2 separate regions of the Muntiacus reevesi genome follow, and region 2 is linked to region 1. Evidence: chromatin contacts called from public Hi-C data. All regions are on one chromosome and are shown on one strand. Each heading gives the region's core, a stretch centred on a gene start, on an enhancer-like site or on the middle of the called end of the contact. The rest is flanking DNA. Distances are from core to core; before and after follow the strand shown. Region 1 holds the start of SCAF11 (SR-related CTD associated factor 11). Region 2 holds the start of ARID2 (AT-rich interaction domain 2).

Region 1 (2,613 bases), core at 61-2,560:
TTCAGTGAATTTCCCAAACTGGGAAAATTGGCATCTACTAGCCAAAGCATTATATTAAAAACTTTTTGGTCAGTTCTGCCTAAATATCTTAGTTCACTAGCAGTATGACAAAGATATTAAAATGTAACCCAAAATGAATGAAAAACGCTCAACTCGTAGACACTGTGTAACAGGGTACAGAAATACTTTGACAGTATTTTAAAACTCCATATTCGTATATGAATGTTTTATTCAACTACTCTTAAATCAGGCGCTTACTTTCAGAACAATTTTTCAAAATGGGGGGGAGAGAGCAAGACGGCCAGACATCTCTAAGAAATGTCTTTAATTGTTCAAAATTCCTAGTATCTAAACAGGAGCAAGTGATGGAGACAAGTGAGATCTCCCGGACCTCTCGTCAGACCGGGAAACTGGTTTAAAAACCGGAGGTGGGAGAAGAGTTTGAAATTCAGGGCATGGGGTAACACGGATGCTCTGAAGCTCCGGCTCTTCCCTAGTCGCGCACTCCGAGAGGTCACCGCGCAGTAAAGTTTGGTTTCACAAACGGGCTTGGAGGCTACTGACAAAAGCAAAGTCTCCCAAGTCAAGAGAGACCCGGGGTCGGGGAGCGCCCGGAAGCCCAGCAGGACACAGTCCCCCGCAGGGACGGGGGAGAACGTGTGGCGACCCTGCCGCGGAGAACCCTAGCCTCAACCCACTCCCCCAGGACCCCGGGCGGGGACAGGAGCCGCCGGCGGAGGCGGCGGGTAGGCCACAAGGAGGAAATGGGACGGGGTACCAACAGCGAGGCGGAGGCGGCCGACACGGGGCCGCCCTCGCGGGGGTGGCGAGAGGAACGGGGAGCCTCCCCGCCTCAGCCTCCCCCGCCTCCAGAGGCGGCTCCAACTTTCCTCCGAGCGCAGAACGCCGCCTGGGCCGCGCGGGATTCCGAAACTTTGTCCGCCCTCTCATCGCTCCGGGCCCCCTCTCCCCCACTCCGCCGGCCCGTCCACCCCACCCCGCAGCGACAGCTGCCTGCGCCCGTCCACCCCCGGGGTCGGCCCATGTTTACCTCAGGCCGAGGTCGAGGCGCTGGCTCCGGCGGCGGCGGCAGCCCCACTGCAGGTCCCTAGGTCCCCGTCACGCCGCCGCCAAGTTCCCCAACATGGACTCCGTCCGCTTTGAGGTATTCCGGGGGCCGCTGAGGCGCCGGCTCTGCTGGCTGGCGCGGGAGGTGGCGGCGGTGGAGCAGGGAGCGGACCCGGGCTGCGCTGCTCCGCGCGGCTTGCGCCACCGCTGCTCCCCCTCCCCCCGCCCCGTCTGGCCTCCTCCCGCCCAGCTCCGCGCGTCCCCTTCCCCCTCCCCCCTCACTCTCCTCAGCTAAGCCGCGCCGCCACAGGTCGGCGCGCTACGGTGACGCCGGCGGCGGCGGCGGCGGCAGCGGCGGGACCCTCCGCGCTTTCCCTCCTCGCTCGCACTGGCCCTGCGTGCACGACTGCAGCGCTCAGCCAGACCTCAGGGGGGCGCAGGCAATCCACCGTTTGCGACGGAAGAACGTGACGGGCGGAGTCAAGTCACGCGGCCTGCGAGCAGGAGGGAGGGCCCCAGCTGGCGGCGCGGGCTTCTGGGAAACGTCCTTAACGCCCGGCTCTCCTCCCACGCCGCGGGTTCTGCGCCTGCGCCCTACGTGGCGCGCTGGAGTCAGCCCCGCGTTGCCGGCTGTACACCCTAAGCTGCGGAAGACAGTTAAGAAGGCCGTCGGAGAACAGGACGTGAGGACCTTTGTGCGACCTTTACTATCCTATGTGATATTGAAAACTGTTCTGTTGTTTGGCGGTGGATTGAGTTTTCGTCCTGCAGCGTTATCCGCCTGAACTACATCCTGCGGGGAGGCTGAAGTGGCCCCAACTTGTAAGCTCACCTCTTTCTTTCCGCCCAGTGGCATTTTTAAAACGCTTTGGAGAGGTATCCCACGTGACTCATCAGGCCTAGGCTTGTCCCCCGTATCTAAATTCCCACAACAAAAAATTAAATGTGATCCTGATACACGTGGTGGTTCAGTTCAGTCGCTCAGTTGTGTCCGACTCTTTGGGAACTCATAGACTGCAGCATACCAGGCTTCCCTGTCATCACCAGCTCCCGGAGCTTGTTCAAACTCATGTCCATCGCCTTGGTGATGCCATCCAACCACCTCATCCTCTGTCTTTCCCTTCTCTTCCTGCCTTCAATCTTTCCCAGCATTAGGGTCTTTTCCAGTGAGTCAGTTCTTCGCATCAGGTGGCCAAAGTATTGGAGTTTCAGCTTCAGCATCACTCCTTCCAATGAATAATAAGGATTTAACTGATTATTCATTGGAAGAATAACTGATTTCTTTTAGGATGGACTCGTTTGATCTCCTTGCATTCCATGGAACTCTCAAGAGTCTTCTCCAACACCACAGTTCAAAAGCATCAATTCTTCGGTGCCCAGCTTTCTTTATAGTCCAACTCTCCCATACATGACTACCGGAAAAACCATAGCCTTGTCTAGCCAGACCTTTGTCCGCAAGTAATGTCTCTCCTAACCACCAAGGTAATTTGGTGGTTAGATAGAGACATGTGATGATTCATTCAAGAATACGTCGGAGACTTCCAT
Region 2 (2,613 bases), core at 74-2,573, 270 kb before region 1:
CGTCCAAGTTCAAAAGATTGCTTCCCAATCAGTTTAATTACTGTTTGCATAACTGCACAGAATAATCTAGTTTGAGAAATGAAACCAACCAAAGTCAAGATGAATTAAGAGCACGATTCCATTTCCACAGAACTAGGACAGACAGTTCACATTGTATTTAATTCACAGTTTGCTAAAGTTAGTTTGTGGGTAATTCATGGAAAATGTGCTAACCAGCTCCCCCCTCCCCCAAATACTATCACCGCAAGGCTCAGAAAAGCCGATTCTTTTAGACCTTAATAAAAAAAGAAAAGGTGACAGGTTGACTTTATTCAGATCAGTGAACGAGGCTAGCGTGAGGAGCTTCCCCTCTGGGCTTCCTTTCCTTCCACACCAGTTCTGTCGGGCGGGCGGGGACTCCAAGGCGGCCCTGCCAACTGCCGGGCCGGGGACGCGAACATCGCCTCCACCCCTAACCCTGGAACAACCGGTAGTGGCCGTTTCCCCGCGCCTCCCCCCTTTCCGCCGGCTTTGTGTGCGTGTGAAATGTGCGGCACATTGCAGATGAACCCTAAGCCCGGCGAGCCGAGTCTATTGTTCCCCGCGAGGAGCTGCCGGGGCGGTGTGGAGTCAGGCGCAGTGCCGCGGCCGGCCCTCGGGGGTCGCTGTGCGGCTCTGGCTGCCCGGCCGTGGCGGCGACGCTGGAGGCGGCAGAGAGGGAGGCTGGCGGGGAGGGAAGCGGGCGGGCGGCGCGCAGCGGCTCCGCTGCCGCCGGTGCCTTCTGCCCGGGGACGCCCCGGCCGCGAGGCCGCGCGTGAATGTGTGCGAGGGCCCCGCGGAGCTGCGGCCGGAATACACGCTGTCACCCCGCTTTCCACAAACCACCACACAGACCTCCCCCTCCCCACCCCCAGCCCCGCCTGCCCCAGCCCCGCCGCCGCCGCCGCCGCCGCCGCGGCCGCCGAAACTCCCGGGCCTCCGGCCACCCCGGCCCCTCACCGTCGGCTCGCCTTTCCCCTCGCCCGCTCGCGCGCCCCCGGCAGCAGCACCATGTTGAATCGCGTCCCCGGGCCGAGCCGCCTGAGCCGGCGGCGCTGAGAGGCGGGCGAGAGCCGGGCCGCGGGAGGGAGGGAAGGAAGGGGTGGGGGCCGCGCTCGCCCCGCGGCTTCGCGCGGATCCGGCAGTCGCCTGCCCCTCTAGTTTCGCTCCGATTTCTTTAAACTTTTTTAGAAATTCCCCTCCCTCCTTCCCTCCTCTCCCCCTGGCCTCCTGCTCCCTCCTTCCCCTCCTCCTCCTCCTCCTCCCCCTCCCTCCCTCCCTCCCTGCGCCGCCGCCGCCGCCGCCGCCGCCGCCACCGCCGGCCCATGACTGAGCCCCGCCGCCGCCGGCCGAGGAATGGGCTCCGGGCTCTGGTAGGAAGCGCTGGGAGCGGGGGGCGCTTTTAAAACACCGATCTGGGTTTTTTTTAAACCTCCTTTGAAAAAATAATGGCAAACTCGACGGGGAAGGCGCCTCCGGACGAGCGGAGAAAGGGACTCGCTTTCCTGGACGAGCTGCGGCAGTTCCACCACAGCAGAGGGTGAGAGCAGAACCGGGGGGGCAGCGCCGGGGCGAGCCGGGGCGAACGGGGCTCTCCCGCTCGGGCCGCCGCGGGGTCCCGGCTGACAAGTGCGGGGCTTTCTCTCTCCCGCAGGTCGCCTTTTAAAAAAATCCCTGCGGTGGGTGGGAAGGAGCTGGATCTTCACGGTCTCTACACCAGAGTCACTACTTTAGGCGGATTCGCGAAGGTGAGTGGAAGTTTTAATTTGTATTTCCCTCTCGCTGGCCTCCTCCAAAAAGTCTCCTTTGACCCCGGAGTGGGCGCTCGGGGCCGGGGGGGTGGCCTGCGGGGGCCAGAGGCGTTCTTTTCGCTCCCAGCCGGTGGCACGGAGGCGGACGGCGGCGGGGCTGTTTTTGGCCTGGTGGCTCGCGTGCGCGCGGCGGGCGCGGGGCTCGGCGGGCGGGCGGCCCGGCGCCGGCTCGCGCCCTGCCCGGTGCCCGGCCGGCCCGGCGGGGTCTGAGCGCCGCGGCGGGGAGTGCGGGCGTGCGGGGCGCCCGCCCGAGCCCCGCGCCCGCCCCGCGCCCGCCCGCCCTCTCGCTCGCGAGTCAGCTCTGCCGCCGCTGCCGCTCTAGCACAGGCGGAGACACAGAGACACACAGACTCTGAGAGCAGTTTTCGTGCAACTCAAAATTAGCGCGGGCAGGTTTAACATCGATAATCGGCTGCGAAATGATCCCGGCAGCCGGGGGCACAGCCTCGGCCCCGTCGCCCTCGGTTTATACAGCTAACAAAAGAAACCAGGACCTGTCTCCAAATAGCCATCTTAGGCTTCAAGGCTAGGCAGAAGCTGTAGGCCTCAAAGAAGGGCCTATGGAGATGGATAGATCTGGGAGAGGGATCGGAATCGGCCCCGGCCCCGGCCCCCCCAGAACCTGCGGACGTCGCTGTCCGGAACAGTATTGATCCTTTTGAACTTTTTTTTTTTTTTTAAAGTGTAAACGGACCGCGTTGAGATTTAAAAGGGGGCGACAGAGGGACTTGCGATTGGTTATTGTCCGGGCTTCAAAAACAAAACAAACCCACCAACACCCCCC

The links. A called contact is a pair of places that touch in the nucleus more often than the background predicts.
Region 2: a contact with region 1 is called in a Hi-C map of blood, with 5 times the contacts expected there. The contact joins the promoter of ARID2 here to the promoter of SCAF11 in region 1. A contact is called at or near these places in 2 of 3 Hi-C or Micro-C datasets (blood and muscle).

Annotation. Positions count from the first base shown.
Region 1 is chr4:150,100,373-150,102,985 of mMunRee1.1, reverse strand. SCAF11 (SR-related CTD associated factor 11) reads right to left here and starts at 1,310. Exons shown (of 16, transcript XM_065934568.1): 1 at 1,052-1,310.
Region 2 is chr4:150,374,940-150,377,552 of mMunRee1.1, reverse strand. ARID2 (AT-rich interaction domain 2) reads left to right here and starts at 1,323. Exons shown (of 21, transcript XM_065934570.1): 1 at 1,323-1,558; 2 at 1,673-1,766. The coding sequence starts at 1,467.